Regions from separate parts of the Mus musculus genome. Here regions 2, 3, 4, 5 and 6 are each linked to region 1. The links are chromatin contacts, called in public promoter capture Hi-C maps. All regions are on one chromosome and are shown on one strand. The core of a region is the stretch at or near the end of the contact, and the rest is flanking DNA. Distances in the headings are between cores, read along the strand shown.

Region 1 (4,027 bases), core at 596-3,095:
CCCCACTGATCCATTCCCCACCTGGACCACTGAAGGGTATTGGAATAGTTAGGCTGCTGTTCATATGAGTTCTTGTGACTATACACGCAGATGAAATCATCCTGGCTGACCTCCTTACACCCTGAACACTGTCCTACCTAGACCCGGGAGGCCCCTTTGGCGAGGGGCGGGGGGCTTTAAAATTCCTTCCCAAGGAAAGAGAATCTGGTCTTTTTCCTTCCCAACTTCCATGAGTCAGGGGATGTTGCTCAAGGTCCTGTGGAACTGCCAAGGTTTTCAAAACAAGTCAGTGTCCCCTTAAGTATAGAATTAAGAGGAAGTGCAGCACAGGCCACTTCACACAATACATGTATATCCACCAGCCTTGGAGAGCCCTAAATCTGATTCTTCCCAGAACCACCCACTGTCCACTACCCCTGGTTTTATGTCCCTCTCAAAGTACCAGCTCCACCTTTCTCAGCACACTGGTTTGCTCCAGATCAGATCAGAAGGCTTAGCTACTATAGGATCTTTCTTATTCTGTTCTCTTCAGGACCCCAATAGCATTTCTCCTAATCTTTGGCCAACTGGAATACCTTTCTATTCACCTTGAAGTCCCTCTCCAAAGCCCAATAGTATCTCCTTACACATGGCTCAAATAGGATAAACGTTCCTTGCTCAAGTATCTATCTATCCACTTTTTACAAGATGTCTTCAATGGGGGTGACATTATGTCTGTCCTTCAGGATCTCTCAAATGCCCTTGGGCGGGCCAGTTGAACTAGTTTTATTCAGAATCTTCTGCAATTTCCAGTGGTCCTCCCCATTTATGGTCCAATGAGCTCACTCTTACATCTTCAGTGTCCCTCAAGCAGACTAACTAGCTCCCAGGCCAATCGAATATTTCTGCTCCCTCAAGTGTTCTGCCCCCAACCTATAGGACTCTAAGGTTTCCCCATTTCAGTCTTTCCCACTAAGGCTCCCTCACTAAGTGTCCATTCATTATGCAGTGCTTCTATTCCCTCTCGAGATGCCTGGAAAAGGATCAACAAGTCAGAGGACCAGGTCAGACTACTCCCCCAAACCCAGTGATGTCCCCTTCCCTGAACTCCCAAAGTATCAGTTTATAAATATCCTCCGGCCCTTCCTCTAATCTGAGTTAATGGTATTACCTACTCAGAATGCTCATCACCCTGGGTCTAAAGGAATCATCCCAATCCATGCAATTATGCCAACCCCTCCTCTTAGGATCTTCTAGCATCAATGGCACAACAACTCTAGGGAAGAGATCCACGGTCTTTCCCTACTCCCCTGGCTTAGTAGTATTGGTATCTCCCACAAACTTTCCACCTCCCAGTAGTTCATGGTCTTGTCCTGTCAAATAACCAGAGGCTTCCCCCCTCCCCATGACGCAAATGCCTGCTTCTTTTCTCTCCCGACCAAATAATTTCTCCTCAGAATCTCCATCCTTTAAAGTCTAACATCATCACCATTTAATGGTATGCCCTACACATGGACCCAAAGATCCCATCCCGATTCCGGACTGAGAAAGGTATCGCCTAAAGACGTTCTACATTCCTTTTGAAAAGCTAAAAGAATCCAACCTTCAGAACCCACATAGAATCTTCGAAATCACTAAGATCGCCACTCAGAGCCTCGGTTTCCCTTCTCCAGACCACCCCCTTATACTTAAGACCCATTCCAACCAAATCTTCAGAACCGATGGCTGGTCTTGTCTCTACCCCGCCCCCAGTCTACTAGACGGGTGGTCTTCCCCACATCCAGCGGCACCTGCATCCGTTGAAACTCCTCTTCAGACAGAGCTTGCGCCATGTTCCTCCCCCCATCCCCCGCAAGCTTTGTGCGCAGCCGCAGCTTCTGCGGCCTGTCAGTGCTAAGGTCGGAGCGAACCACTGACCAGTAATTGGAGGGGAAGAAACCTAATTCAAATGTTCAGCATTTTAGAGATGGAAAGAAGAGAATGATGCTCAAAGGTCAGACAAATTTTACTTTGATTTTTACAGAATTGTAAATTGTCTGTTATGGCTTTTGAGCATTTATAGATTACTCATTGCTATGCGACATTATGGTATCCCTGTATCTTGGGTGGACTCGTCGGGAGGGAAGTAATCCTCTGACGGAAAATTACCCTTCCGCGACGCTCCTTTAAAGAGAAAGTGACTTAATAATCAAGGAAGTGAAAGCGGAAGCTTCCTCGGGTCTTGTTCCGGCCCTCCTACGGGTGACCCCAAAGGGGAATCCCGCCTCACGTAAAGTCCTTGACCACCCACCCCTCATTTTTTTTTAAAAAAAGGTCTGACAATGATTTTTATTAACACAGTGCTTTATCTCATATTAGGGAAAAGATCTAGTCATTGAGAAAGCTAAAAATTCACGAGGAGAACAGTAGCGAATAAAACAAAACCAGAAAAGTCCATTAAAAATAAAAACAAAAGCTAGCTCCATGGAAAAGAGTCCGGTAGCACACTCAAGGTTCTGGCTGTGCTCCCCAACGCCGAAACAAAACATCAGAAACAAGGATTTAAAAGCGCTCTAACCATCGCCGACCTGAAAGCAAGTGTTGCTCAGTGTATTCTCATAGAAATGAAATGATTTCCCTGCTATGGGAAATATATTCAAGCAGGGCCTTTGTAAATTGAAAGATTTTATTGATATAGGCTCTCTCTCAATATAAATGCAGTCATTTAAAACGATACCATTCTTAGACTTTTCAGACACCTATGTCGTCACAATCCAGGGAGAACACTTCCATCACTCCTTAAAGGTTCTTTCAATCCATCCTCTTTCTACAGCCAGAACAACATTGTTTCTTTTGGTGCTATAGTACATTTGTCTATTGTAGAATGTGATTCAATGTATTCCTTTTGTATTTCCATTTATTTTTCGCTTTTGGCTGTTGCAATTCATCCAAGTTGTGTTATCAGATTTTTTTCTTTTGTTAGTGAATAGATTTTTTTTTTTGAGGCAGGGTTTCTCTGTATAGTCCTGGCTGTCCTAGAACTGGAAAGTTGGAGTTTATTAAGAAACAGTTCTTTTTTTTTTTTTTTTCTTCTCCAAGACAGGGTTTCTCTGTGTAGCCCAGATGTCCTGGAACTCACTCTGTAGAACAGGCTGGCCTCACCACTGCCCAGCTAAGAAACAGTTTTTATTTGGGTATGGTGGCACACACCTTTAGTGGTCCAGCCAGAGCTCTGTGAAAGAAAGAAAGAAAGAAAGAAAGAAAGAAAGAAAGAAAGAAAGAAAGAAAGAAAGAAGAAAGAAAAGAAAAGAAAGGAAAGGAAAGGAAAGGAAAGGAAAGGAAAGGAAAGGAAAGGAAAGGAAAGGAAAGGAAAGGAAAGGAAAGAGAAAAGAAAGAATGTGTGTTTAAACATAGATCTAAGCACAAACACATAAACAGAGAGAGACAGCGAGACAGTTCTCACCAACGGACATGGGTACAGGCTTCTCAAGGGAAGTTAGTGGGGGGTTCCTGTTGTCATTGTTTGCTTGGTTTTAGTAGTGATGAAAATCAAACCCTTGGATTTGTGCATGCCAAATAGGCACTCTGCACTGAGCTACACACTCAGACATACACACACACACACACACACACACACACACACACACACACACGCCATCCCATGCTACAGAGTGTGATCCTGTCTCAAAACAAACAAATTAAAATAAATAACACATGGCTTTCTTTACATTGTCTGTCCATTCTCTGTATTGGCTTTTGGCCTCTCACTTCAAGTTTCAAGAGTTTCTTCTATATTCAAGGTGTTGAAGTTTTACTGCAATAGCGTTTATATTTTTTTCTCTCAGCTTGTATATTAGTCAGAGTTCTCTAGAGTAACAACTTATAGAATGAATTCCCCCTCTCTCCTCTCTCTCCCTCTCCTCCCCTCTCCTCCCTCTCCCTCTTCCCCTACCTCTCTCTCTCTCCATATGTGTGTGTGTGTGTGTGTGTGTGTGTGTGTGTGTGTTATTTTATTAGAATGACTCAGGCTCATCCAACAGTGGCTGGCTGTGAACAGAAAGTCTAAGAA
Region 2 (4,027 bases), core at 820-3,319, 230 kb before region 1:
CTAAGTACAATGCACAATACAAGCGCTCTGTGTATCCACATGCAGAGTGAAGTGCCCTTTACAAGACAAGCAAAAGAAAGCCAGATGTGAGCACACACAGCCCACATGCTCATGAGCCCACAGGAAAGTATCTAAAACTAAACAGCTGGAACTGACTCCAATGAAAGCCACTTTTTAAAAAAGATTTATTTGTTTTACATATATGAATGCTGTCTGCATTACACCTGCATGCCAGAAGAGGGCATCCAAACTCATCACAGATGGTCATAAGCCACCATGTGGTTGCTGGGGATTGAACTCAGAACTTTTGGAAGAGCAGCCAGTGCTCTTAACCACTGAGACATCTCTCTAGCCCCCCTAAATAGTCACTTTGTGGATGGGGCAGGGATGACCTGTGTAGTCCCTAGAAGTAGGTGGCACTCACTTGCATCTTTATTTCCCATGCTGGTGATCAAGTCCAGAGCCTGGTACTGCCAGGGCAGTCTACTACTGAGTCATTGAGCTCCACTACATGCCCAGCCTTTTTGGAGATAGAGTTTCACTATAGAATTTACTCTGTCACCCAGGCTGGTCTGGAACTCACACTTCTGCCTTGGCTTCCCGGAGGCTGGAATTGCAGATCTGTGCTCCAGCCTGGCTCTACAAAACTTGCCCCCCCCCCGCCCCCCTGTGCTGGCAATTGAACCTGGAGCCAGGCAAACATGCTACTGCTAACGCTAAATGTCCCTAGCATTTTTTTTTTCCAGAGCTGAGGACCAAACCCAGGGCCTTGCACTTGCTAGGCAAGTGCTCTACAACTGAGCTAAATCCCCAACCCCTGCAATTTTTTAAAATTTTATTTTCAGAGATGATCTTAATGATTTGCCCAGGTTGTCTTGAATTTTTTTAAAACATTATTTTATGGGCAGACATATTTTGCTAGCATGTATGTCTTTGTACCACTTGGATGTACGCTGCCTGAGGAGGCCAGAAGAGGGAGTTGGATTCCTAGGGACTAGAGTTATAGCCCTCACCATGTTGGGGCTGAGGATTGAACTGTGGTCCTCTGGAAGCATAGCCAGAGCTCCTAAGCTTTAAGCCAGTACCCTGGCCTCAAATTTTTGCTCCTTTTGCTCCAGCCTTTTGAGTAGCTAGGATTATAGGCCTTGGAAATAATTTTTAAAGGAAAACCATATGTTTAATAACACCCAGGGCACCCAGGTATGTACCCAGAGGCAAAAATCTCAGACTCACCTAACCCTGGTCCTGATAGGTAACCCATAGATAGAAAGCTTGTGAAAGCGAAGCAAATAGTGGTGGGGTGGGGAGGGGACCAAGCGTGGATAGGAATTGTGAGGCTTCAAATACAGCGAGACCCCCTTTCAAAAAAAAAAAAATCTTAGCTCAGGACTAGAGAGATGGTTTAGCAGTTAAAAGCATCTGCTGCTCTTCTGGAGTACCTAGGTTTGATTCCCAATCTGCATGTGGTAGCTAGCGTACAACCAGTTGTCTGTAAGGCCAGTTCCAGGATATCCAATGCCATCTTCTATCCTCTGCAATCGGAAAGCATGAATGTAGTGCAGAGACATGAAAGCAGGCAAAACACCCATAGCCATTTAAAAGAATCCTCACTCAGCTGCAGACCCACAAGCAACTCTTTCAGACACTCCATCCTAGTCACACACTACAAGGTGGATCGGAGCTCTCTCATAGGGCACTGCTAGTCTCAACACTCTCGATGGGTGCTTTCCTGGTTTTCTGTGTTCTTATGGATGATTGCTTAGCAGGACGTGACACATCTGGCAGTTGACAGAGAAGGACCATTAGGGACCAATCTCAACAACTTATCAAGACCCTCAGCTCCTCAAAAGAGGAAGCACTTATATTTGTACTTTTATTCTCAAGGCTGGCAGTGTTTGGCTTGGTTTTGCACTGCTAGAAGTAGAACCCAGGGTTTCTTCAGCACTGTTGTACCACTAAGCTGTACCCCGAGTTTCAGTTAGTCTTCCTGCTTTTCACCTCCTGCCTCTGTCCACACCCAATGTCCTCAGCTAGCACCTCCCATTCCTGCCCCTTGATCTCCAGGCACAGAGCCAGCCTCAGCCCCAACCTACCTGCCTTCCAGTCTACCAGGAAAGATGTGTGATCCAACATCTGAAAGTCAGGTAAGTGTGGGGTCGTGGAGGCTTTGGGGCATGAGTATTGACCAGGCTGGGGGTACCCAACCTGGGTCTGCTGACTTGCTTTCCTTCTCAGGGACACCCTTGTGGCTTTAGCTTCCTTGGGCTTTTCTTAAAGATAACCAGAGGGCAGCAGAAGCCCTGCTTGGGCTTGTGGAGGGCTCGGGTTTAAGGGTTGGCCGCTCTCTCTGGGTGCTTCACTGGGGAGACAGTTCAGCTTCAGACACGTAGAGACACCCAAAGGTGGTTCCTGGAGAATGCCCATGAGGCACTCAGGACAGAGCTGTGTCAGAAGGGCCCCCGAGAAACAATGACCTTGAAGCTGGTCAAAAGACTCAGAGGCCCTGAAAGGCTGGAGGGAACCTTTAAGAGGACTCTGGAGCAGACCAAAGGAGGGAGGCCGTGCTGTCCAGGGCACTGACTACTCAGAGAAATGGATGAGCTTATTTTCTAGACCCTCAGCACTGGGGGTGCCCCAAAAGCAGTACTTCGGGGGAACCATGCAGATAGAAATGCAGATTGCAAAAGTAAAAATAAAAAATAAAAAATCCTAGCTGGGTGTGGTGGTGCACTCCTTTAATCCCAGCATTCAGGAGGCAGAGGCAGGCAGATTTCTGAGTTCGAGGCCAGCCTGGTGAGTTCCAGGACAGCCAGGGCTATACAGAGAAACGCTGTCTCGAAAAAAATAAAAAACAAATCAAATAAATAAATAATAATAAAATAAAATAGAAAATCCTGAAAGTCAGTGACCGGAACTGGGAAATGAACAGCTTTGCTTAAACCATTAAAATAAATAAGAGGGGAGAGATGAGCACAGAGATGGAAAGAGAAAGCAAATGTGCAATAAAAATCGGCTATGTTCAGGGCTGCTGCTTCAATCAGATTCAGAAAATACTAGTAATTTCTCTTTACACCATAGACACGAGGAGAAAAGCATAAAGTAGTTATATCAGGAACTAAACAGGGCGCTCATACAGATTCAACAAACATTTTCAACAGGACTATTTTTAATTCATGTGTATGTTAGTGCAGCTGCCTATAGTGGCCAGAAGAGGGCACCAAATCCCGTGGAGTCGGGGGTTACAAGCCTTTGTAAGCTGCCTAGCATGAGTACTAGGAATCAAATTCTGGTCCTTTGGGAAAGCTGTGAACACGGAGCCCCAAATAGGATTGGAAAACCTAAAACAAAATATACAGCTTTCTCTTCCAGGGGCCTGAATGCCCCTTAGTTACTTCTTTGGTTAGTTGGTTGGTTTAGGGTTTGGGAAACTGACTGTTTCCCAAGTAGATATCTGAATGGCTCGCATGCACAGACATTTTTCCTTTAAAACAATTAATTTTGTGCCAGGAGGTGGTGGCACAGGCCTTTAATTCCAGCACTAGGAAGGCAGAGGTAGGTGGATCTCTGAGTTTGAGGTCAGCCTGGTCTCCAAAGTCAGTGTGAACAGCCAGGACTGCACAGAGAAGTCCTGTCTCAAAAAAACCAGACAAACAAAACCCCCATTTTTTATGCTATGTGTATGAGTATCTTGCCTGCAATGAATACATGTGTACCACGTGTATGCAGTGATTGTAGGGGCCAGTACAGTTACAGACAGTTGTGGACCACCACGTGGGTGCAGGAAACCGAACCCAGGTCCAGCAATATACCCTCGTTCTGTAGTTTTACTTTGTTTTGGAGAAAAGGTCTCACCGCAGTGCTTAGTTGATCTTGAAACTCGTCATTCTCCTGCCTCAGCTTCTCAAGTGTTGAGATTACAGGGGCACAGCAGCACACTTGGCGTCATTTTTTTTTCCGAGACAGGGTTTCTCTGTGTAGACCTGGCTGCCCTGGAACTCACTTTGTAGACTCAGACATCTGCCTACCT
Region 3 (4,027 bases), core at 419-2,918, 220 kb after region 1:
GGTAAAGCCATTCCCCAGAGGTCCGATCTTACTGGTTGAATGAATTCTGATTCTGCGCTCAATCACTCAATAGCTCAGGCTCAGCCTATGCACCTTCTTCCAACTCAGCCTATTTATTGGCTACTCATGCTTTCCTTCACAGCACCTACACTACCATCCGTGGGTATGAGTTCCCATCTTGCCTCCAAAGTTTCCTTCTGGCTACATTTCTCTAGTTTCAGCTTTGGTTAATCCCATACTGGCACTGTCCTTTGAGATATAACAGCCTTCACCCTGGATCCCCATTTCTTTCTCGCTCCCACCTTCACTCCTCACATGCCTTAGTGCTCCCCCCCCCCCCCGCCCGCTACAGCCCCGCCTCCATGTCTGCTCACACACAGCCTTCCCGTCTCTGTTCAGTCTCTGTATTGGCTAGATCTACCTTGTTACCACCTCTTGAAGCCATAGTGTGCGCTCACTAGACTCCTCCATTGGCTCATTGCAACTATTATCGTCATTCTGTCTCTACATCATTCGCGTGCAGTTCTCCATTGGCTGTTCATTTTATCTGTCTTACGTCTCACCGCCTACGCAACCTGCGGATCTCCCAGTTTTTGGACCTCTGGGTTCGCTCCCCGTTGCCCCCATTGCTTGTAGCCATTTCATCTTCCCGCCGCCTACCATGCCCTTCGTGCTCAGACTTTCCCACTAATTGTCATACTCCTGCTGCTACATCTTCGGGCCCGCATTAACCCTACTCAGGCCTCTCCATTGATTCCGTTATCATCCCGCCTTCCATCCCGCCCACGCGCGGGCGTCCTCATTGGTTGCTAGCTTCTCCTGCTTGTCAATCACCTGTACGTCACTCCCGCGTGGCTGTCCATTGGCTGTTGGCCGTACCTGTCTCTAGCTCACCGCCTACGCTCCACTGGAGCCCCACCCCCCTGTTCTGGCTTTCTCATTGGCTGCCCGCCTTTTCAGGCCCTGCCCCCGCCGGTCCCACCGCCGGTGCCGTCGGTGCCGCCGCCGCCGCCGCCGATATGGCGCGCACGGCCCCTGTGGAGCCACCGCTGCGGCATCCCGCGCCCCCGTCGCCGGCTGCGGGAGAGCCCCGCGCCTCGGCTGAGGCGGCGGTGGCCCCGCGGAGGGTGCTGTTCGCTGACGAGGCCCTGGGGCTGCCTCTGGCGCAGCTACGCCGCTACCGGCCGTGGGGCGGGCCCGGGGCGGGCAAGATGGCGGCGGCGACCGGGCAAGATGGCGGCGGTGGCGGGGCTGATGAGGAAGACGATGGCGAGGATGGGGATGAAGGGGAGGAGGAAGAGGAGGCTTTTCCCGATCCCTCTCCGCCGTGCCCCGTTCCCGCTGGCGGGGGGTTTTACCTGGTGCCCACATTTTCGTTGCCGCCCGCGCTGGGCCGTCTGGAGCGGTTGGGGCGCGTGATGGTGGAGTTGGAGGCGCTGCTGCCGCCTCCTGGAGCGGTTCCCGGGGGTTCCGGGGTGTGGGTGCCTGGGGGACGCCCGCCAGTGGTGCGCGGGTTGGTGCGCGTGCTGAACCGCTCCTTCGAGAAGGCGGTGCACGTGCGGGCCTCACACGACGGTTGGGCTACCTTCTGCGACCACCCAGCCCGCTATGTCCCACGCAGCCCGCCTGGGGCAGGAGTGGGAGGAACAGGAGCAGGAGATCCCCTCCTGGATCCCGGGCTAGGCCTGGGCCCTGGCCAGATGTCAGCCTCCTCACCCGACGACGGTGGCTGCACTGACCGCTTTGCCTTCCAGCTGCCCTTTGCTGAGGGCGCGAGCGATGGGGCGCGCCTCGACTTCGTGGTGCGCTATGAGACCCCCGAGGGCACTTTCTGGGCCAACAACCATGGCCGCAACTACACTGTCCTGCTCCGGATCGCACCCGCTCCCACACCCACTGATGCCGAAGGGCTGCCCCAGCAGCAGCAGCTGCAGCAGCTGGAGCCACAGCCTGAGTGCCAGGGTCCTGTGGAGGCTGAGGCCAGGCAGCTGAAGAGCTGCATGAAGCCGGTGAGGCGCAGGTAATGTCTGCCAGCGCCACCTCCACCAACACAGGGCTGGATGTAGAAGCCTCCCATCCCAGCACTTCCCCCTCCCCCAGGCCTGCTCTCCAGGACAGGCAGGAGGGTGCATTCGGTCAAAGAGTAGTGCAGGCCAAACATGTGCTAGGCACTGTTTTAAATTCTGGGGTATCATCCATTTATTGAGTTCCACTATAAGGCCCTGAACAAGACAGACACCTTCCCTGTCCCCAACCATCCCGCAAAGGCTCCTCTGGGAAACAGAATGCAAAAGCAAACAAGCAGATAAGATAAATAGGGCTAAGGTTAGTGCTGAGAGGAAAATACTGTAAGGCTCTGGAGGGAGTGGCTGCTGCAGACGTGTTGAGGGTGAGCTCTTGTGAAGAGTCCCAGACGGTGATAACGAAGAGTTATGGACGAGCGAGTTGGTAGAGTTTGGACCAGGTAGGACTCTTTCTGAGGAGGTGGCATTTAAACTTGAGTCCAGAGTGGTACGGAGCAGTGATGCACATACAGGGGAGGTAGATGTAGATAGTGGGGACAGCAAAGTCCTGAGGTGGTTCTGGGTTTCGTATGACTGTCAGCCAGTGTGCTGGAGTGGAGAGAACATGACGTGCGAAGGTGTGGACTAAGGGTCTCCCGGCGTGGGGAGTCAGTCTGATTCCTATCTGCCACAGCAGGAAGCCAGAGTTAGAGAAACTGGTTGAGGAAGTGGTGGTACTTGGCTTTTTAGTTTCAACCATTTCTGGCTTTGAAGTCTATGCATCCTTTTTTTTAAAAACTGTTCCTCTGGTAGTCTGAGGCCTCCAGTGGAGTTTAGGGAGCGAGGCTCTATTCTCACATAAAAACATTAGCCTTGGCAGAGGCGGAAACAGATGAGAAGCGGACTTGAAGGTCACATCGCTCTTCTTTTTTTTTTTTTTTGCACACCTCTTGTAAACTGACTGATATAATGCTTTTCTAGGTCTTTACCAGGGCTATACGTTTGTCAAGGGCTCCAGCTAGGCCTAATGCCCGGGGTCAGTTAGAGCCCCTATGAAATGCATACATTTTCCTGCTCCTATGAGAAATGGGAAGGGGAGGTTGCCCTTTTGTCCCTTCGAAGCTGCATGATGGAGCAGGGTGCTGTGGGATCTGCTGGTTGTGGTAAGGGCTTAGGCTGTGAAAGGTTTAGCTCTTCGTGGATGGACCTTGAAGCATTTAGATTCTGCCATTCGATTACCTGGGTTCAAACCCTAAGCCTGCCACTTTTTAGTGTGACCGTATCCAATTCTTAGCTGCATCGTGCCGTAGATAAACACCCTCATCTGTAAAACAGGAAGTTATGGCACAGACCTCACGGGATGAGCAGAAGCACTCAGGATCGAGCCTAGTTCCAAGTAGTGCCATAGTGCTGGTAATTAGCATCGAAGCTTAGATGCTCACTACAGTCCATGTATCCTTTCCCAAACTCAGCTTTGTTGTGTACTCTTGTCTCAGTTTCCTCATTGGTCAGAGAGGAATGGCTTTCCCATTGTGTGGTTGAATTGGATGCAGTACCCGTAGGGAAGGTAACTGAGGCATAATTGTAGCTGTAAAAGGTCTGGTGGGCAGCATTTCTTAATCTCTGTTAAGAGTGGTAGGGACATTCTCCTCTTGAGGTCAGCTGAATGTGCTGTTGACTGTAGGCACTATATTGAGTCCTAGTTCATGGGAAATGGGGTGGGGTGGGGGGCTCGGAGAGGTGCTCGAGCTTGCTCAGAGTCACTCAGCTAGTAAATAGCCAGGCCAGGGAGGAAATGTTAGGGATGCTAGTTTAAAAACAAAGTCCGCATTTCACTGTTGGCGCTCTTAGTTCTTCCTTTCCCCCCTGTACCTGTTACGTGTGCTTCGTGTTTTATTGAGATATACACAAGTGGACGGTACTGACCCCCGAGGGCATGGCTCGGAAGAATTGCACATGTATGTGTATGTAGCCGCCACCCAGTTCCAGTGCCCCCAGAATCGCCTGCATTTCAATCACTTCTT
Region 4 (4,027 bases), core at 390-2,889, 190 kb before region 1:
CACACCCACTTCGGGAACTGGGGCTGCATATGGTTTCTAACTTCATTTTCCCAGGCCAGGACTCCATAAGCCCATCTCCTGCAGGGACCAATAAGAACCCTGCTTTGGAGCCCTCACCTCTCTTTTTCTTTTTCCCATACTAATTGGTCCTTGGATTTCCTTCTGAGCCTTGTTGTCATATCCCCGTATCAGACAGATTAAGAGCCAGGGCTAGAGAACACTAGCAACACATTTAGATACTAAAGCACATTATTTACAAATGGTTTATTGTCTCTGAGTAATTCTTTCAAAGTGAAAGTTAGTCCTCTCAACATTGTCAATACATTTGAAATAAACTAAGGCAAAACATCTGTTGGTACAGGTCAACCCTGAAGTTAATCTTCTTGCTGTACACTTTAAGTTTCTCTAGTAACCACTGTTCAGATATTGTGGACACTCAATAAAAATATGTTAGCTCTCTTTAGGTTGTCTTTCATAAATGTTGTAATCAGATTATTCTTCAACCTATCTTCATAATTAATATTTGAAAGCACCAAGCCCAAATCATTTTACAAGGGAAGCTTAAAATTTATGTTTCTGCCACATGTGGTGGCACACATCTTTGATGCCTGTACTTCAGAAGCCAAAGTGGGTGGATCTTTGTAATTTCAAGGCTAATCTGGTCTACATAGCAAGTTCTAGGCCAACTCTGTCTCAAAAACAAGCCAAAACAAAATAATATTTTAATTCATGTTAAATAAGCTTACCCAGGTGAAGTCTAGAAATGAATTACCTTTTCTTTACATTTTCCTTTTCTTTGTTTTTGTTTTTGGTTTTTTCGAGACAGGGTTTCTCTGTGTAGCCCTGGCTGTCCTGGAACTTACTCTGTAGACCAGGCTGGCCTCGAACTCAGAAATCCACCTGCCTCCCAAGTGCTGGGATTAAAGGTGTGTGCCACCACTGCCCGGAACATTTTCCTTTTCTTAAAAAAAAATTATTTATGTGCATTGGTGTTTTGCCTCCATGTATGTCTGAGTGCCAGATCCCTTAGAGCTGGAGTTACAGACAGTTGTGAGCTGCCATGTGGGTGCTGGGAATCGAACCCAGGACCTCTGGCAGAGCAAGCCAGTGCTCTTAACCACTGAGCCATCTCTCCAGCCCCGCCGTGTTTTCTAAATCCTTGGATTTTAGCTTTAAGGAATAGATACAGAATCAATTGCTTCTGTGTAGGACAAAATGAACCAAAGCACACTCACATGAACAGAGCATGCCAATCACGCTTAGCAGGGCACAGCGAGTTTAGAGCATAAAGCAAAACCGAAGTGGCCAGGGTTTTCTTCACAAGCTCCAAGGACAGGGATTGTTGTCTCCCACCCCATTGCTGTCTTCGGAATTATTTATAAAAGATCAATCAGCTTTGAGTCTCAATAGGCTACCAAACTAGTACAGAGAATACTTTCCTGGTTATATAAACCATGGTATTGAGACCTACCTATTCCAAATGGTTCCACCGAACCACAAGTGACTCAAGAGCACTCAAACCTGTCCTGTTATATGACACATGCCCTAATCAACTTTATGGGCCTGTCTCTTTAAGACACTTGTAAATTTAGAAACCCAAGCCACCTTCTCTCCTCCAGCTGACAGGAAACAGAACGTGCCTCCCTGAAGCTTCCAATCACAGGACCCTATCTTTGTGGTCCTTGACTTTGAATTCTGCTCAGGTCCCCAATACTTTTGAGAGCTCTCTGCTTTGCCACCATTCTCTACGTTACAATAACCGTAACCCAATAGTCTTCGACACAAGAGTATCCAAAACAAAATCATTCACCAAATGGCAGCAGGGAATGAATCAAAAGAACTCCAAATTGCTCCAAAGATCCCAAAGGCAAAAAGGCAGGCAAAAGCTGGTCGGTGAGAGACTTACCAAAGGTCAGATTTGTGCAGAATCTAAGACAAAGTCCAAACTCATTTGCCTGCTTCACTGAGTCGAGTACGAAGCAGCCAATGCTGGCTAAGGGGAAAGAGCGTAATGTCCCTGGAGGAAATGACTCCAGTAAATCTGGAAACTTCCATTTGTCCTTTCTTCTCTCCCTGGGGTCATCACAGTATTAGTAGACACCCCTGAAATGTGTCTTATGATTTTTTTAAAGATTTATTTATTTATTATATATAACTAAGCTGTAGCTGTCTTCAGACACCCCAGAAGAGGGCATCAGAATTCATTATGGATGGTTGTGAGCCACCATGTAGCTGCTGGGATTTGAACTCAGGACCTTCTGAGCAGCAGTCAGTGCTCTTACCCGCTGAGTCATCACTCCAGCCCCCGAAACGTGTCTTTACACCTCCATGAATGCCATTTTGTCACCAAACTTGGGGTTCACAACCTGTGCCCCAAGTCAGGTCCAGACACCCATCTTCAATAAGCCAATTAAAGGAGCCAAATTAAAAGTTGAAAGCAGCCGGGCGTGGTGGTGCACGCCTTTAATCCCAGCACTCGGGAGGCAGAGGCAGGTGGATTTCTGAGTTTGAAGCCAGCCTGGTCTACAAAGTAAGTTCCAGGACAGCCAGGGCTACACAGAGAAACCCTGTCTCGAAAAAAACAACAACAAAAAAAAGTTGAAAGCAAGCTGGGCATGGTGGCGCCTGCCTTTTATCCCAGCACTTGGGGAGGCCAGGGATGGTGCCAATACTTGGGAGGCAGAGGCAGGAGGATCTCTGTAAATTCAAGGCCAGCCTGATCTACATACCAAATTCCAGGCCAGTCCAGAATTACATGGAGACCTTATTTCAACAGCACCCCATCACCCCCAAATGCTGAAAGCAGAAAAGGGAGATTTATTCAATGTGACCACACTGGGAAGAGGGACGTTGTTGTCTAACAAATTTCTCAGCTCTGTCTTTGGAATCCTGAAAGCTTAAATGAGGGTCAAGGCTGTGTATATCTAAGCAGTCCAGGTGAAGGCTGTGCCCCACCCACCCAGCATTATCTGTCTTCAGTTCATCCTATAAGGTTGTCTGACCACTCACTACTGCAAATCTCTTTCTGGGAGACAGGAGACAAGTTCCCCTTATGCCTGGTGTCCTTTTGAATGAGATTTCTGGGGAAATTATCATTTTAGGGGGCCCATTGTTTCAACACTCTGATCATCAGACTAAAAGACACAATCTCTGTAGAATAGCTTCATTTCTGCCAGAGCCATTACAGGTTTAGTGTGCAGTACCACAAAAAAGTAAAATATAGGCTGGGCGTGGTGGCACACGCCTTTAATCCTAGCACTCGGGAGGCAGGGGCAGGTGGCTTTCTGAGTTCGAGGCCAGCCTGGTCTACAAAGTGAGTTCCAAGACAGCCAGAGCTATACAGAGAAACCCTGTCTCGAAAAACAAAAAAGCAACAAAAAAGTAAAATATAGCTAAATTTTGTCAAATGTCCAAACTCACCTGCAAGAAGGCTCGACCCATCCATCTCCTTTCCTGATTCTTCTTAGGATGTGTTGCTAATTAATCTAAAATTCTGCCAACCTACAAAATTTGCTCAAAAGAATACATTTTTTTAAACTAAAAATGAGTGTTTTCAAATGAGAGCTATGGGGGCTGGAGAGATGGCTCAGCAGTTGAGAGCACTGACTGCTCTTCCAGAGGTCCTGAGTTCAAATCCCAGCAACCACATGGTGGCTCACAACCATCTGTAATGGGATCCAATGCCCTCACCTCATCTGGTATGTCTGAGGACAGTTATAGTGTACACATATACATTAATAAATAAAATCTTTTTTTTAAGAGAGAGCTATGGTATAGAACTACCAGGGAAATGGGCTCAACATAGGAGCAACCATCCTCAGGTCTTTTTTTCTTTAAGATTTATTTATTTATTTATTTAATGTATATGAGTACACTGTTACTATCTTCAGATGCACCAGAAGAGGGGATCAGATCCCATTACAGATGGTTGTGAGCCACCATGTGGTTGCTGGGAGTTGAACTCAGGACCTCTGGAAGAGCAGTCAGTGCTCCTAACTGCTGAGCCATCTCTCTAACCTTCCCCGCC
Region 5 (4,027 bases), core at 1,034-3,533, 150 kb after region 1:
CCTTCCCTCCCCTCCGCCTCGCCTTTCCTCCTCTTTCCTCTATTCGTTTTCTCTCCTCTCCCCTCCCCTTTCTCTCATGATCACTATATCTCTGTCTCTCAGTATCTGTGTGTTTTTATGCATGCTCTCCACCTCTCTCATACACACTTTCCCCATTAATCTCTCTCCTCTCTCCCCCCCCTCTCTCTCTCTCCTCTCTCTCTCTCTCTCCTCTCTCCTCTCTCTCTCTCTCTCTCTCTCTCTCTCTCCTCTCTCCTCTCTCTCTCTCTCTCCTCTCTCCTCTCTCTCTCTCTCTCTCTCTCTCTCTCTCTCTCTCCCCTCTCTCTCTCTCTCCCTCTCCCTCCCGCGCCTGTTTCTTGCCCTGCTTGTCTGTCTGTTAAGTCTTTCACAAGGTCTCTCTGGTTCTCTGGCTCCCTTGTGCCTTCTGTCTGTTGCCTTCTGTTTTCTCTTTTGAGATTCCTTATATCTGTGTGTGCCTTTCTTTCCCCTACACATTTTCCTGCTCTGAGAGCAGCTCCCTGGCTCTCATTTCTTTTACTCAGCACTGCCATTACCACCGTCCCCTGCCTCTCATACTCTGTCTCCTTGGCTGTCTCTGGATTTTTCTGGTTTTGCATCTCTCTTTCAGCAGTCAGGGCTTCAGGCTCCACCTCCCATCCTTTCCTCCTTTAGTTCAAGAGAGGAGGTAGAACGTCACACTCTGTCACTTCACAACAGGGGTACCCACGGCCTTATGTGACGTCATAGCCTTCTGTTCCCTGTCCTTAAATCCCTGGGACCTTACTCTGGAGCCCAATTCCCTCATCTCCTTCCACCCCTGTCGTTCCACCCACCAGTTCAGTAGGACGCCTCCTGCCTCACCCCTCTGTTTTGCTGGAGCCCATCACCACCACCATCTCCCCCTGTACTTCCCCCACCTATAGCCCGGACCACACTCACCCACTGCAGCACCTTCACGAAGCCAAGGGGCTCCTTGACCACCCGGAACTGACCCCCAGCCACCAGCTGAGGAGAAAAACAGTGGGGAGGGGAAGGGGTGTGGGAAATAGGGATGGAAGTGAGGGGCCAGGCTGCCAAGCAATGATCCCTGGGGATAGGACATGTGACCCTCCGGGAGTGGGTGACATATGGAGAGGGAGTGAGGAGGAGAAAAACGACACTTTGGGGACGGAGTAAACATCAGGGTCTCAGCAGCCCCCCACCCCCAGGGCTCAGGAGTGGTGAAGTGTGAGGTGATGAGTCACATGGCAGAGGAGGTTGGGTGTAGAAAATAGATGGGGGTCCAGACTAGTTAGCGAAGGAAGGTCTGAACTGCTTAAAGGTGAGTCAGATTGGAGAAAAGGTTGAGTGGAAGAAGATGGGGTTCATTAGAGTGGGGGAGGGGGCACCAAGTGCTGAAGGTGAGTCACAACAGCAGAGGGGAGAGGTCTGCAGTGGTAAAGGTGAGTCAGATGACGATGGTTGTGTCTGAGGAGATGGGGATGGGGAGGGGTCGCTACCGGTTAGGGAGAAAGCCGATTTTGAGGTGACGAAGAAGAGGGAGATGGCGGAGGTGATCTCTTAAGGTGGGAAAGAGCTGGGGGCATGGGTTTACTGGACATGCGCTGAGAACGAGGAGTCTGGGGTTTTTTGGAGAGGCAAAATTGGATCGTCCTCCTCTAGATCTGCTCCGGGGGTGAAAGGGTCGTCATCTACCGGGGTGCATTCTTTTTGGGAGGGGCGGGTGCCAACCCTCCCCCACCCCGCCCCCACACCTTCTGTCGCTCTATTTCCTAGCTCATCTGCAGCCCCCCGAGTCATTTTTCATTATCCCCTCCCCTTCTCTACCCCTTTGCCCTCTTCCTAGACCCGAATCTCTCTTTTCCCCCTCCAGGTCGACAGTTCTTTTGGGGCATCTGGAGGCCCCCTCTGCGGCAGTGAGGACAGCCTTCGCTGCGGCAAAGAGCGCACTCCTTTTCTCCACCTCCCCCTTTCCCCTTGCCTGCTGCAGACCCCTAGCCCCAGCCCCAGCCCCAGCCCCAGCTCCAGCGACCGTATCTCTGCTCCCCTCGCCACCACCTCTCAGGGTTCGAGGGCCAAAGCCACCCAGATTTCTGCAAGCGCCGGGCTCTGTCCACGGTGCTGGAGCGCGTACCTGATTCACCACGTCCATGTCTGCCAGCAGCAGCATCAGCAATGCGGGGGGCGGAAGGTGCCTGGTAGCAAGGGCGGGCGCGGGGAGCGGCGGGGGCGGTGCGCGATCGTCGGAACAGCCCAGTCGGCGGCAGCCACGCCCCTTGCACCCTGCCTATCTTTTGAGCAAGCGCCTGCGCACCATGGCTCCCCCCCGCCCCATACTCCTCGCCCGCCCCAACTCGCCTGCGGCCATTCCATTCGGGAGGCTAGAGACTCTGGGTCTCTGAGCGAAGGGTCCTTTTAGAAAACAGGTAGCTCTGGGGGAGGGGGGTGGTAAGAGGACCGCTCAGTTCTACCGGATGACATTTTGCCAACCTGAGTCCTGTTTGTTAAGTGTGTTCTCTCATTTAATCCCTATGTAGCAGTGACTATTAGTCCTGTTTTTACAGATGAGGAAAATGAGTCTCCAGAGAGATTAAGTGACTTGCACAAGGTCACACAGCTAGGTAATGGCAGTGTTCAGAGTCCTTGCAGTTTAAACGTCTCCACAGTTTAAAGACAGTTCAAGGTCTAGAGGGTTCCTTTTGGAAAACCTGCATTTTAAGCACATCCAAACTCTAACCATCTCATTTTTTTTCTCTTCTTCTTGGTCAAATTATAGCCGACTATATAGTTTACCTTCTGTTTATTCCTTGGCCCTCTTTTAAAAATCCATGTATTTATTGTGTGATAGCTCCCTTTCTTTTAACAATACATTTATTTAGCATAGAGAGAGGGACGGAGGGAAGGGGAGGGGCAATCCTGTATAAGTGTGAGGAGAGGACTACCTGCCAGATAGGTTCTCTCATCTCACTGTGTGGGTTCTGCTGTCTCTTAACAGACTACTTACCTTCTTTCATGATACTAAAACTAGGCCCAGCACCCTCAGTGATGATTGCCATGTTACAAAATGCAAGGGAAAAAATATAGTTGAGATTAAAATCACCATTTTATACCCTTCTGTTGCTTGAATTTGGAAACATTTGACTGGATACCATTTATTTGTTTGTTTGTTTGTTTCTTTCTTTTTTTTTTTTGAGGCCGGTTTTTTTCTGTGTATCCCTGGCTGTCCTGGAACTTACTTGGTAGCCCAGGCTGGCCTCGAACTCAGAAATCCGCCTGCCTCTGCCTCCCAAGTGCTGGGACTAAAGGCGTGGGCCACCATTGCCCGGCTGTATATTTGAGATAGGATTTCACTTAGCCTGAGGCTGGCCATGCCTTTCCCAGGCAGCTGAGGATGACCTTATCCTCAGCTTATCCTTTTTCCTCCCCTGCCCAGGTGCTGGCATGTTATCTCTGCATCATGTGAGCTCTGGCTTTTTTTTTTCTCTGAGACAGGGTTTGTCTCAGTAGCCTTGGATGTCCTGGAATTCACTCTGTAGATCTCGGACTCATAGAGATCTGCCTGCTTCTGCCTCCAAGTGCTGGGACTAAAGGTGTGCGCCACCACTGCCCGGCTAGCTCTGGCTTTTATACTTTTCTTAACATTTAATTATTTACTGTGTGTATGTGTGGGTGCACAAGTCGAAGTCAGAAGACAGCTTTTGGGAGTCAGTTCTCTCCACCACATTGGTCCTGTGGATCTATCTCAGGTCTTCAGGCTTGGCCATCACTTTTACCTTCTGAGATATCTCCCTAGCCCCTGTACCTTTTATTTTATTTTATTTTATTTTATTTTATTTTATTTTATTTTATTTTTCTGAGACAGGGTTTCTCTCTGTAGCCCTGGCTGTCCTGGAATTCACTCTGTATAGATCAGGCTGGCCACGAACTTATAGAGATCTGCCTGCCTTTGCCTCCAAAATGCTAGGATTAAAGGCATGTGCCACCATGCCTGGCTCCCATATTTATTTACAAAACACAAGTATATAAT
Region 6 (4,027 bases), core at 1,142-3,641, 130 kb before region 1:
AGCACGCGCGCGTTCCTGTCTCTCGGCCTCCAGCAGGTGCGCCAGCGCCCGCGCCAGCTCCTGCACCGCACCCGCCGCCTCTCCTCGGGGCACGGCCCGACGCAAGCGGAGGGGAGTGCTCGTCTCAACCAAGGGCGCGGATGCTGCGCTCAGACTGCGGGGCTCCTGTGAGAAGATGGGGTGAAGGAAAAAAATATCGTCATTGTCTGGCCAGAGATGCACAACTAGGGGTGGGGCTCCATGGATTTTCAATGACCACCTCATTCACTGGGCCCCTCCAAAATTCCTATCGTGTCTAAGGTCCCGGGAAACCCCTAAATATCTCCAAGGGCACTTCAGACCACTAGAACACCTCTAGGATTCACACAATCTCAAAACTTGTCCTGAATCCTCTGGATGCTATGCTGTTACCGTTAGTTTCTTTTCTCTTCTTCGTTTTTTTTGGGGGGGGGGTTGGGGCAGGTGCCAGGTTTGGAATAACACTATAACATTTCTCTGTTGGAAATTAAACTTGCAAAAATAAGCCAGGTGTGGGAGAGTTCACGCCTTTAATTCCCAGCCTACGCAGGCAGATCCCTGAGTTTCAGGCCAGCCTCCTCTACAAAGGGAGCTCCAGGGCAGCCTGGACTACAGAGAGAAATCCTACCTCAAGAAACAAAACAAAATTTTGCAAAAATCATTTTGAAAGAGAAATTGCCTGTGTCTCAAGAGAAGAATGGGTTGGGTGTTACAGTCAGCCTGCAGGATGTAAATTCTTGAAACATCACAGCAGCATTTTTATAACAGCATAAAAGTAGGGGGTGGGGTGAAGGAAAGAACAGCACGGAAATAAACAATGACTTAGTAGGATACTCATGATACACACATGGAAGATGATAATGCGCACCAATAAATTAACTATAACTGTACACTTCAATATAAATGAATCTCACACACACACACAAAGGCAAATTCTAGAATCCCACTGCAGATGACCTAAGTCTATCAAAGCCAAGGACTTCTTAGTGACCCCTAGTGACCATCAGGAAGCAGATGCCTAGCTTGATTGCATTTCTCGGATGTTCCAGAAGCAGGAGGAATGAAACAATGGGTCGTTTAAAGATGAGCTGCAAAGCAAAGAACGGACTCAATGGGTGGAAAATAGAAGGTAATGCCTATGGGGGGCGCGAGGCTATCAAATGGTTTTAAAAATTCTCCTCTGATCTCTCAACAGCTTTGAAGAGGTAGAGGAGCAAGCTGCTCCACGTGCCCTTGATCAGCACCCACCACTCTCAGCGCCGGGGAAATCACCCACCAGCAATCCCTACACACACACACACACACACACACAGCCCTTAAAATGTCACACATTTTAACCCAACACTGCCATATCCACTGCGAGAAGTGGTCTTTTTTTCGTGCCTGTGTGTACATTCCTGTTGGCGAAATGATCTTCAGTTACTCTACCTGAGCCAACCAAGGACATGCATCGTCTTTAAAAACACAATGCAGAGACATCATGGCTTCTTTCCCTGCAATGACACAGCTCCACAAAGAAGAAGAAGAAAAAAAAGGAAACTGTCTCGTGGATGCACGTAGAAGAACCCAAGTACTCAGTTTACCCAAGCCACCATGAAATATGTACCCCAAGGTACAAGGACCACTCCTTCTAAAATAAAAACAAATGAACACAGAAACACACAAGTACACAGAAAGATACGCCCATATACTACGTCACCACCCATAAGAATTCACAAATATACACACTGTACCACTAAGAAAGCAACCAGGCCCGCAAAAAGTCAACCAGAAGCATCCCTAGTATTGTAGGGCATTCAGGGGCAGTCAAACCAAAGGTCACACTGAAAAGAAACAATGCCTATACACTTCGGTCATCACATCACAGGCTTAGATATCTTTTCTGAATACACCCTAGTGCCACGGACAGCTCCACGGGCCACCCGTGGATCGAGATTAAACCAGGCCCCAGATGCTGAGGGATGGGCAGGGCGCCCTGAACAACATCATCCTCACATCCTGAAACTGCCCCTGGCCTGCGCGGGGCTGTCAGCTGCAGGCCAGGTCACCCTAGCCAAGCCCTATGCGCATACCTGTGAAAATACCTCATTAACACTTTCCCCCATCTTCCTCCCCACCCCACCCCCACCCCCTGCTGACTGAGGTCGCACCTTCACGGGCCTCGCTGACAGGGTGGGGGGCAGCCTCAGAAGGCCCAAGAGCAGCAGCACCAAAATGCCGACGCCCCCGGCCCGCGGCCCGCAGAGCAGCGGCGACCCCGCCATGCTGCCCCAACGAGCCGGGCTCCGGACGGGCGGACTGGCTGTCAAGTGCGCAGCGATGGGTATTAGGCACAGCAGCAGCGCTCTGCGGCTGCGCACATCCAGGAGCCTGCCCCCTCCCCGCGTCCCCGTCCCCCCCACTCCCGCCCCACTGTCTCCTACTGTACGCAGGCGCAGAATTAGGGCTCTGGCCTTCTCTTCATCCTGCGCATCGCCATGGAGATGTCCAAGGGGCAAAGTGGAGAACAGAAGTCTGCACTGGCGGTTGCCATGGCAGTATAAGGGCAGTTGCTAGGGCAATAGACCTTGCTGTTGAATTACCAGACAGACAAGGGAAATTGACTCAGTGGGCTGAAATCAGGCTCTGGTCTCTGTCCTTGGGGAGACAACAGACTATACTCTTGTTTGATGGATAAACAATTACTGGCTGCATGCTGTGGACCACGATGTTCACAGAGAAATGAACCCAGATGACATGGCCACTGGCAGCTCAGTTCATATTGCTATGGATTAGCCTCATGCCAGAATAAAGCTATTACTAACAACTGCAACCTCAGAATGACACTTAAAGATCTACAGGCGTGATATTAAGTAGGAGCTTACTAAATGCTCCCTTCATTTCATTTCTCTCACTGTGCTCTCGTTTCCACAGGTATTCTGTGGCAATTGTGCACCCCTACTCACACACAACAAATATGTAAATGTTTTTTAAATGATACAACAAAAGGTTGAAAGAGCCAGGCCTAGTGGCACAGGCTTGCCATCCCCAACCACTTGGGAGGCTAAAGAAGAAGGTTCTCCACTTCAAGGCCTGTCTGGACTACATCTAGTTCAACAGTCTAGGGATGTAGTTCATCTGGTACAGTTTTTGCCTAGCATATACAAAGCCCTAGGTTTGATTCTGGGCACCCCATAAACTGGGTGTGGCAGTGCAGCCCTCATCTATGATGTAGCCTTCTTTTTTCCTTTGAACAGTTCTCTACATAGCCCCGTGGCTGTCCAAGAACTTACTATGTAATCTAGGCTAGCCTTGAATTGACAGAGATGTGCAGATCTGCCTCCTGAGGGCTGGGATTAAAGTCATAAAATGCTGTGCCCCACACAAAGCAGGCTCTAGACCAGCAAAAACACACAAATAGTTTAAGGCCAGCCTGTACAATGTAATGAGATCCTATCGCAAAATCAAAAGTGAAAAGGGGGATTTGAGTGGGTAGCTCCATCAAAGGGGTCTTGCCCAGCACGAATCCCCAGTGGGGCAAGAGGGAAGGGGGCTGGAGAGAGAAGCCCAAGCTCTGCGGTAAAGCATAAACACGAGTTCCATGCCACCACCATAGGAAGAGACAAAACGTCCCCAACCCAGGAATGGTTGGCACATTCCTGTAACCTTCCTTGGTACCAGGAGGCAGAGGCAGGAGGGTCATAAGTTTAAGGTCAGTTTGGGCCACACAGGGCGTTCAAGGATATCTAGCAGCTAGATAATGTCTCAATCAGGAGAGGTAGAGCGGGATAGAGATTATTCGTAGAGCACGTTCATGCTTGGAGTTCACCAAGAAAAATAGAAATAAAACAAATAAATAAACCATCAGCTGGGCGTGCTATCACTGGCCTTTAATCCCAGCACTCAGAAGGCAGAAGCAGGCAGATCTCTGCTGAGTTCCTGGTCAACCTGGTCTACATAGAAAGTTCCAAAGCTGGGCTGGAGAGATGGCACAGTGGGTAAGAGCACGGTCGTGAGTTCAATTTCCAGC

Evidence for each region. Promoter capture Hi-C pulls out the DNA fragments that hold promoters and counts their contacts. Capture Hi-C pulls out chosen DNA fragments and counts their contacts.
Region 2: a contact with region 1 is called in a promoter capture Hi-C map of pre-B cells, with 13 times the contacts expected there. The contact joins the promoter of Glod5 here to the promoter of Gripap1 in region 1. A contact is called at or near these places in 8 of 39 promoter capture datasets (3T3-L1-derived adipocytes, the C10 cell line, embryonic stem cells and 4 more), 2 of 484 Hi-C or Micro-C datasets (both in embryonic stem cells), 4 of 115 datasets of contacts at active chromatin or transcription factors (embryonic forebrain, embryonic stem cells, epiblast stem cells and 1 more) and 2 of 9 other capture datasets (adipose tissue and liver).
Region 3: a promoter capture Hi-C map of pre-B cells shows a contact between it and region 1. The contact joins the promoter of Flicr here to the promoter of Gripap1 in region 1. A contact is called at or near these places in 11 of 39 promoter capture datasets (the 3T3-L1 cell line, 3T3-L1-derived adipocytes, the HPC-7 cell line and 6 more), 1 of 484 Hi-C or Micro-C datasets (the G1E-ER4 cell line), 2 of 115 datasets of contacts at active chromatin or transcription factors (embryonic stem cells and memory CD8 T cells) and 3 of 9 other capture datasets (adipose tissue, liver and pancreatic islet).
Region 4: a promoter capture Hi-C map of liver shows a contact between it and region 1, with 2.3 times the contacts expected there. The contact joins the enhancer-like site here to the promoter of Gripap1 in region 1. A contact is called at or near these places in 9 of 39 promoter capture datasets (the 3T3-L1 cell line, 3T3-L1-derived adipocytes, the C10 cell line and 6 more) and 2 of 115 datasets of contacts at active chromatin or transcription factors (bone marrow-derived macrophages and embryonic stem cells).
Region 5: a contact with region 1 is called in a promoter capture Hi-C map of adipose tissue. The contact joins the promoter of Syp here to the promoter of Gripap1 in region 1. A contact is called at or near these places in 1 of 484 Hi-C or Micro-C datasets (double positive thymocytes) and 2 of 9 other capture datasets (adipose tissue and liver).
Region 6: a promoter capture Hi-C map of neural stem cells shows a contact between it and region 1. The contact joins the promoter of Pcsk1n here to the promoter of Gripap1 in region 1. A contact is called at or near these places in 3 of 39 promoter capture datasets (the C10 cell line, neural stem cells and pre-B cells), 1 of 484 Hi-C or Micro-C datasets (embryonic stem cells), 1 of 115 datasets of contacts at active chromatin or transcription factors (embryonic stem cells) and 4 of 9 other capture datasets (adipose tissue, embryonic stem cells, liver and 1 more).

The regions. Positions count from the first base shown.
Region 1 is chrX:7,787,811-7,791,837 of GRCm38.p6, reverse strand. Gripap1 (GRIP1 associated protein 1) reads right to left here and starts at 1,845. Exons shown (of 26, transcript NM_001290455.1): 1 at 1,770-1,845. The coding sequence starts at 1,811. It overlaps Gm39487 (a long non-coding RNA gene), which reads left to right and starts at 1,898. Exons shown (of 3, transcript XR_003953042.1): 1 at 1,898-1,972.
Region 2 is chrX:8,016,534-8,020,560 of GRCm38.p6, reverse strand. It overlaps Glod5 (glyoxalase domain containing 5), which reads left to right and starts at 2,069. Exons shown (of 4, transcript NM_027227.2): 1 at 2,069-2,144. The coding sequence starts at 2,118. The region is part of intron 2 of Gm39488 (a long non-coding RNA gene); the gene reads right to left.
Region 3 is chrX:7,571,241-7,575,267 of GRCm38.p6, reverse strand. It overlaps Flicr (Foxp3 regulating long intergenic noncoding RNA), which reads right to left and starts at 1,668. Exons shown (of 3, transcript NR_029473.1): 1 at 1,359-1,668. It overlaps Ppp1r3f (protein phosphatase 1, regulatory subunit 3F), which reads left to right and starts at 987. Exons shown (of 4, transcript NM_138605.3): 1 at 987-2,020. The coding sequence starts at 1,020.
Region 4 is chrX:7,979,478-7,983,504 of GRCm38.p6, reverse strand. The region is part of intron 2 of Gm39488 (a long non-coding RNA gene); the gene reads right to left. Among named protein-coding and RNA genes, the nearest start is that of Gata1, 14 kb to the right of the region's middle. Within about 2 kb of position 1,639, at least 7 of the 459 cell types and tissues checked have an H3K27ac peak or open chromatin away from gene starts, as enhancers often do. A contact at or near this core is called in liver, where this site is marked.
Region 5 is chrX:7,636,836-7,640,862 of GRCm38.p6, reverse strand. It overlaps Syp (synaptophysin), which reads right to left and starts at 2,283. Exons shown (of 7, transcript NM_009305.2): 1 at 2,135-2,283; 2 at 940-1,005. The coding sequence starts at 2,170.
Region 6 is chrX:7,918,186-7,922,212 of GRCm38.p6, reverse strand. It overlaps Pcsk1n (proprotein convertase subtilisin/kexin type 1 inhibitor), which reads right to left and starts at 2,391. Exons shown (of 3, transcript NM_013892.3): 1 at 2,169-2,391; 2 at 1-165. The coding sequence starts at 2,282.